Regions from separate parts of the Mus musculus genome. Here region 2 is linked to region 1. A link is a contact called in public ChIA-PET data. All regions are on one chromosome and are shown on one strand. Each heading gives the region's core, a stretch centred on a gene start, on an enhancer-like site or on the middle of the called end of the contact. The rest is flanking DNA. Distances are from core to core; before and after follow the strand shown.

The links. ChIA-PET counts read pairs in DNA pulled down with a chosen protein or histone mark.
Region 2: a contact with region 1 is called in an RNA polymerase II ChIA-PET map of memory CD8 T cells, with 86 read pairs. The contact joins the promoter of Cd28 here to the promoter of Carf in region 1. A contact is called at or near these places in 4 of 115 datasets of contacts at active chromatin or transcription factors (double positive thymocytes, effector CD8 T cells, extraembryonic endoderm stem cells and 1 more).

Annotation. Positions count from the first base shown.
Region 1 is chr1:60,096,383-60,099,897 of GRCm38.p6, reverse strand. Carf (calcium response factor) reads right to left here and starts at 1,651. Exons shown (of 16, transcript NM_139150.5): 1 at 1,591-1,651. It overlaps Wdr12 (WD repeat domain 12), which reads left to right and starts at 1,991. Exons shown (of 13, transcript NM_021312.5): 1 at 1,991-2,391. The coding sequence starts at 2,351.
Region 2 is chr1:60,744,081-60,747,832 of GRCm38.p6, reverse strand. Cd28 (CD28 antigen) reads right to left here and starts at 1,445. Exons shown (of 4, transcript NM_007642.4): 1 at 1,305-1,445. The coding sequence starts at 1,359.

The DNA.
Region 1 (3,515 bases), core at 402-2,901:
ATTAAGAGAACCAACACTCTAGCATTAGCTATCTAGGTAACGCCTGCAAGCCATACCAGCTAAGACATGTAAGTGACTATTGAAAAAAGCTCGTCCCAGGTATTCTTAGTCACTTATCTTCCCTTAACTAAATACCTTAGCTAAATAAAAATATATTTTAGTGAATTCAAGATGTGTGCTTTGCAAACTGAACTCTGAGTAATTCCTGTTCTATATCTTCCTAATCATAGTTTTCCACTCGAATTAAGATTTTAAAAATGTACTGTCTTCCAAATGTATTGTTAATCTGTTAAGTCCAAACTAAAGGAAGTTTAAAATGATGTTTTAATTAGTTATATGTTATCAGTAAAAATTCAATAGTTAATTCGTCTGGTAACACTGTTATCAGCAAACCCAATCTGAACAAGGAAATTTTTTTTCCCTGTATTTTGGGCAGAGGTTTTTCTCATTTTATGCCTCCACCTACATCAGTGGTAAAAACTTCTATTGGTAGCTCTTATGAGAAAAATAGTTAACATTTTCTGAGTGCTTCTTATGCGACATTAAATTGTCACAGCTAATCTTAGTGTGGCACAGAGGTTAAGTAACAGGTAGAATCAAATTCAGGCATTCCTGTAATGGGGCATGCAATTCTGTAAAATGAATAAACTGAGAACAGTCATGCTTTTTGGGTCGTTGTCCACTTAACAAATGATTGTTTTCGCCTCCAACTGACTAGATAACTTCTAGTTTTCTACGGATTTAAATTTAATTAGGCGACATATAGAAAACCTCTCACCATATTCACTGGTTCACTCATACCGCTAAGCCAACACATTTTGCAATCCAGTTCTGCCTGACTCTAAATTGCTGTCTCAGAGTAGTGTGTCCCTGTACCCCACCCTACCCCCGGAGGTTTTCAGACGAATGCCTTAAAAAAGTGACTTTGGGATCTTAAGAGTAATAGCCCCCATCTATTCTCCACTCAGGAAAATAACTAGAGTAATAATCGAGACCATTGAGACCGAGACAAGCCTTTGAGTGACATCAAGATTAAAAAAATAATTAATAATTAATAATAATAATAATAATAAAAGAAGCCCGAAAGCAGGGGAGAAGGTGCAGAGGACACTTTTCTAAACGTCAGACTCGGAAAGGAGGGGAGAGGCCCCTCTCGGGCGGGCGCTCCGGCCCAGGACTCGGATGCTCCGTGGCGGTGGTGCGTTCTCGGGCTCCGCACCCTCTGCGGGACAGACACCTCGCCTCCCCCTGCGGCAGCCTGCCTTCTCCCGGCCGCGGGGCCCCTCCCGGGCCCACGGCGAAGGAGCCGCCGTGGAGGCGGACGAGGGCGCAGGGACAGCGCACAGCGGCGTCCGGCGACGGCCGGGGGCGGGGGCCGGCGGTTGCTCCCAGCCCGGGAGGGTCAGGAGGTGACGGGAGGAGGCGGCAGGGGGACGAAGGGAGGTTGGGAGGGAGCGTCCGGTCGCTGGGCACAGACAGCTCTGCCAGGCCTCCGGCTCCCCCAACCCTGCCGCCGCAGCGAGCCCCACAACGCGAGAGGGGAGTCCGCCGTAAGCAGAAGGGAGAAAATTCAAAACGAGACTACTCAACCTCGTCTTGGCTCCGAGGCCGCGCCGTGGAGACCAGCACAATGCGCAGGCGCACCCCTCCTGGAGGCGCAGCGCAGGTCCATCAGATTAGACCCTTCTCAGCCACCGTCGCCCAGTTCCCTTCCGACTCGTTCTCCTTTCCCGAGTTTCCGCTCTGAAGCCAGAGGTAAGAACACATGGTCTCGGCCGAATTTGGCTGTTGGAACAGTGCACACAAGACGAACAGATGGGACCTTTGTCACTCAGAATAAAGAAGCAGGAAGTGTAATATCTGCCCGGAGAAAGGAGTATTAAAAGCAGATATGAGACCCTAAATGCGGTGTGGCAAAATAAATAAAGCCTACAACTCCCAGTGTTCAGAGGGTCTGAAACGCGCTCCCTTCTGGGGTTTGTAGTATCTGAGCGCTGAGTCTAAAGGGTCTGGGTCTAAAGACACGCTTAAAATTTGGCTCAAGCTAGTTATTTTCTTTATTTTCCTAATAGATTACGAATCTAGATAGATAAGAAACAAAAGTCTTAAGGGGACTGGATGCTTTTAGGACTACGCTTGACTAATCGATGTTTCCTAAATCTCGGAATAGGTACTTGATGTGTGCGGGCTGGGCGCTGGTGGAAATCGAACCTCGTGGTATGTTCTGTAGGAACCTGAGGGAGCTAACTGAAGCCTAGCTCCTGCTGCGCTTGCGGCGCAGTCTACCTTAGAGCTGCTTGATTATCAACGCACACATTTTCGTGGAGAAGTCTCGTGTGTATATTCAGCCATGGCACAACTCCAGGCACGTTTCTACAGCGAGAACAAGAAGTAAGTAAGGGTTCCAGCTTCTGTCCCTGTCTTCCAGGAGCCGATCTCGTTTGAAGACTCCTTCGATTTGATCCTTGCTGTTTTGACTGGGGATATACATTAAAGAAGAAACGGACAAGGTTTTAGTAAATCAAAGTTGAAAGAACTTTAATAATTATAATGGCTACAATTAAAAGAATTTATTGCAAATAAGATAAGCTGACTGATAGAAAAAAATAAAAAAGACTTCATTCGCCTTCCCCTTCACGTGCCCCGCACTTCTGCCCTGTCTCATTTGGAAGCGGTGTTCACGTCTTCTTAAATCTCCGTTTTCTACCCACTTTCATGAGCTTTTCATAATTTGACGTGTGTGGAGGACCAGGGCTTCACGTTTGCTTTCTGCATGCTGCACACATCATGTCAGTAATTTGAGAGTTGAACAGGCTTGTCCGTTAACGGTGTCTCGTGGTTTCTGAAAGCACAACTTCATCCCCCCCCCCCCCCCAAACAGACTAGAAACTGGCTATGGAGTTTGTAGAGCTGTTTTTTTAATTAGAATGAAGCCAATTCAGTGTCCGATTTGATTAGGTGTATTTTGTGTGAGTGTGTCCAACTTAGGTTTCTCTTGTTGTGATAAAACACTGACAAAAAGCAATTTGGGGAGGAAAGGGTTACAGTCATCTCAGAGGAGGCCAAGATAGGAGGAACTCCTGGCAGGAACTGAAGCAGAAACCAGAGGTGAGGGGTGGGGGTGGGGGCAAGCTGCATTTGCTCTCCCAATGGCTAGCTAGCTAAGTTTGCTTTTAAAATACAGGGTGGCTCTACTCAGTGGGCTGGTTCCTCCTACATCAGTTATTAGTCCAGAAAATGTTCCCGCAGACTTGCCTGCAGACAACCACTATAAGGGAATTTCCTCATTTCAGAGGACCTTGGCTTCTCTCTAGTTGATAAAACAAGGACTGTGTGTATATATTTGTATGTGTGTACTTCTGTGTCTATATATTAATAAGTCATATAGATGTCAACGTTGCTGGTGATACATGTATAATGGCGCTCGCCTTTAATTCCACGACTCGGCAGGCAGAGGCAGGTGGATTTCTGAGTTGGAGGCCAGCCTGGTCTACAAAGTGAGTTCCAGGACAGCC
Region 2 (3,752 bases), core at 196-2,695, 650 kb before region 1:
GAACTTGCCAACTTCTCTTTTAGCTAACCCCTGTAAAGATTCTAAACAGTGAAACATACAAAGCTTTGAGTCCAACCCAAAAAGTTTCCAAAGAAAATACATGAGTTTATAACAAATGGCTGTCCACAGAGGGCATCAGAAAAGCATTCTGTGTAAAATCACTAATGTTGCATGACTTTCAACAAGGGTAAGGCTTTACTATCTAGTAAATTAAGGTGTCTTAAGTATTCCTTTAAAAGAAAGTTAAGATCCCTTAAACATGATATACAGAAACCTTTAAACATAAATTTTAAAGATTCTTTAGCTGTAAATATGTGTTGCCAAATACTGGAGACCTGCATCCTCTGGAGAAATTATTGAACATTCTCTTCAATAGATGGCCTCCTTCCAATGGTCTCTTCATTTGGAATGGAGTTTATGACAATAAATAGCTCTTACTCATGAGAACCAAAGGTTGTTTAGGGTAAGAACTTTCTAATTGATAAATATATAGCCTCCTTGCCATTGCTATTGGGAACTTGAAGGATTTTAACCTAAATAAACATATTTCAACCAACAGTAAAAGGAAACTTACTGGTGTCTATACCAGCTTTTGTGCTTACTTCAGGATTCTTCTTGGCACTCGCTGAATTCAGGTAGACATACTACTTACATGAACACCATGTTTACTGCTCAAGCCTGAACTAAGACCTCCACAATGTCTATTTCATTTTATCTCACAATGAAATTGAGGTGATGCTCATTTAGGGTCCCGTTTTACAGAGATTTAGGTAGTAAATCCTGCTCCAAACGCCACTAGGGAGAATTGAGATATGAGCCCAGGCAATCTAATCCAAGACCTCTAGAATTTACCTACTCTCTTACTTATCACAGTTTTATAGGATGTAAAAAGTAGAATCCTGACTGGGCGGTGGTGTCACATGCCTTTAATCCTTGTACTCAGGAGGCAGAGGCAGTTAAATCTCTGAATTCGAGGACAGCCTGGTCTACAAAGTGAGTTCCAGGACAGCCAGGGCTATACAGAGAAACCCTATCTCAAAACAAAACAATAAATAAAATTCTGAATATAAAAGTTCTTGGGACTAGTTGTTAAATAAAATGTTACTTCTTCCCAAAGAACTTGTGTTAAAGTTCTATTTGCTGTATTATGAGAATTAGCTAGTTTCTAAATAGTAGCTTGTCAAATTAGCACAAAACTCTAAATGCATTCAAGTTTCACAGGTCACTACAGTTTTAAAATAAACCATGCTGGTCATGAGAACACAAATGAAAACAGGGGGAAAAATGGTATCAAAATTGCTTACCTGTTACTTGAACTGAGAAGAAGTTGAGAGCCAAGAACAGCAGCCTGAGTGTCATTGTTCTGATGAGGGCCAGGGCTGCAGCCCCTCCTCTGTGAGCAAGGCAGAGTGTGGTGTGAACTGAAGTCACATCTGCCAAGGTCTATGACTCTCTGCCATCCAGGGCCACTTTACAGGGCACATGATCAAGGGACTCAAACCACAAGGCTTCGTGACTTTCACACAGGATATTACATTGTTTTTGATGACTTGACTTTTACTTCTTTTAGCAACCAGTCCTTTTTTTCTTTTTTCTTTTTTGGGAGGCGGGGGGGGGGGGTACTGAAGAGAGTGTCAGCCACCACCAGATAATGTGCTCAGGAGAGTCATGCTGATGAGCATCGGAGCTGTGAAATGTGGGCGCTTAGGGCCCAGCAACAACAAAAGCAGACAAACAAGGCATTCTAAAGAAGAGAGAAAAACCTCTCTCAGAAGACAAACTCTTACAGACGAATCCAAAATACAAGGCTGTGTGGGAAGCTGAGAGATTTCTATGCACGTGTTTAAATTCTGCATAAACGTTATGAGATTGAAGTTTGAAATAATCTTAAGGCGATCCTATGGAGTGTATGTATAACTCACTTCTACCAATTTTGAAAACCGCTTCCAAGTACACACTTGGCAAGCACCCAGGCATCTGAGCAGCTGCAGAAATTTCCAGAGCAAAGAGGAAGTCATAAAAACACCATATTTTCTTAGGGAAACAGGAGGTAAACGAAACACCCTTGCTACCTCATGTTCCCTATGTCCCTCAAAGAAACATTTCAAACAGCAGACCATTGGAAGATTCACCACAGAGACACCCGGGGCCTTTGTAACCAGCTCTCCACACCTCTCCCCAACTCCTGGGCCTTCTGTAGACAGGGCTAGCCCACCAGCATGGCCAGCTCCACATTCCTCTTCTAGAGCCATCCTGGATCCCCCTGGTCAGCATCTGTACTCAACAGCTTCCCTGATAGTCTGACTCTTATAGAAGCTATAATCATCGGAGTTTGTGGTTATATGTATCTCATACACATTAGCTTTCTCAAAACTTTCTTGGTGATTTTTTTTCTTTCTTTTCTGATAATCTGAGCTTTGTGAAACCAGCCTCATTTGTGATTTTGTGTATATTTAAAAGAATGATTTATATTTTTTATTCTGAATACAAAAGTGAGCTATATTGCATACGTAAAAAAATTTAGAAAAAAATATAAGCATAAAGTCAAGGTTTACCTATATTCTTACCGAATTATAAAAATACTTAATATTTGAGCCATTACTTTCCATGTTGTTTTGTTTATAGTTTTCAATAGATATGTTATCAATTGTTAATTTCTAAGGCATCCATATATGATATAAATATTTTTATTACATTTTAGCTGGTATATAAAACTTAAATATTAAACGTATCAGTCAAATACCATATGATGTTTTATAGGCATATATACATATTTTATTTTTCGAGACAGGGTTTCTTTGTGTAGTCCTGGCTGTCCTGGAACTCGCTCTGTAGATCAGGCTGGCCTCAAACTTGTAATCCTCTTGACACAACCTCTTAAATGCTAGTATTATAGATGTGGACCATAATACCCGATTCTACTCTCTGATTCTAGGCAATGAATGTTTTTTTGTTTTGTTTTGGTTTGTTTGTTTGTTTTTTTATCTTCAATTGGATGAAATTATGTGATACTTGTCTTTGTGTAGCTGACTTCTCTCTCAATGGCAGTATACAGAATAGAAAAAGATTTTCACAAAATTCACATCTGACAGAGGGCTAACATCCAAAATATTTAAAGAACTCAAGAAACTAGACATCAGCAAACTAAATAATTTAACTTTAAAATGGGATACAGGTCTAAGCAGAGAATTCTCAACAGAGGAATTTCAAATGGGTGAGAAACACTTAGAAATGGTCAGTGTCCTTAGCCATCCAGGAAATGCAAATCAAAACAACTTTTGAGATTCTGTGCTATGCCAGTCAGAATGGCTAAGATCAAAACCACAAGTGACAGCTCATGCAGGCCAGGATGCTTAACAAGGGAAACACTCTTTCATTGCTGGTGGGAGTGCAAACATGTATAACCACTTTGGAAATCAATATAGCAGTTTCTCAGAAAAGTGGGAATCTATCTACCTCAAGACTCAGCCTTACCACTCCTGAACATATATAACTAAAGGACACTCCAATCTACCATACTCATCTGTTAAAAAGATGACATCACGAAATTTGAAGGCAAATGAGAGGAACTAGAAAAAAATCATCCTGTGTGAGGTAACCCACAACCAGAAAGAATGTTTAAATGCTAAAAAACCATGTTGCATGGTATGTACTCAGTTATAAGTGGATATTAACTGTAAAGTAAAAGATAATCATGCTACAATCCACAGACCATAAGTAACAAGGAATGCTTAATGGAAAGAAGGAACAAC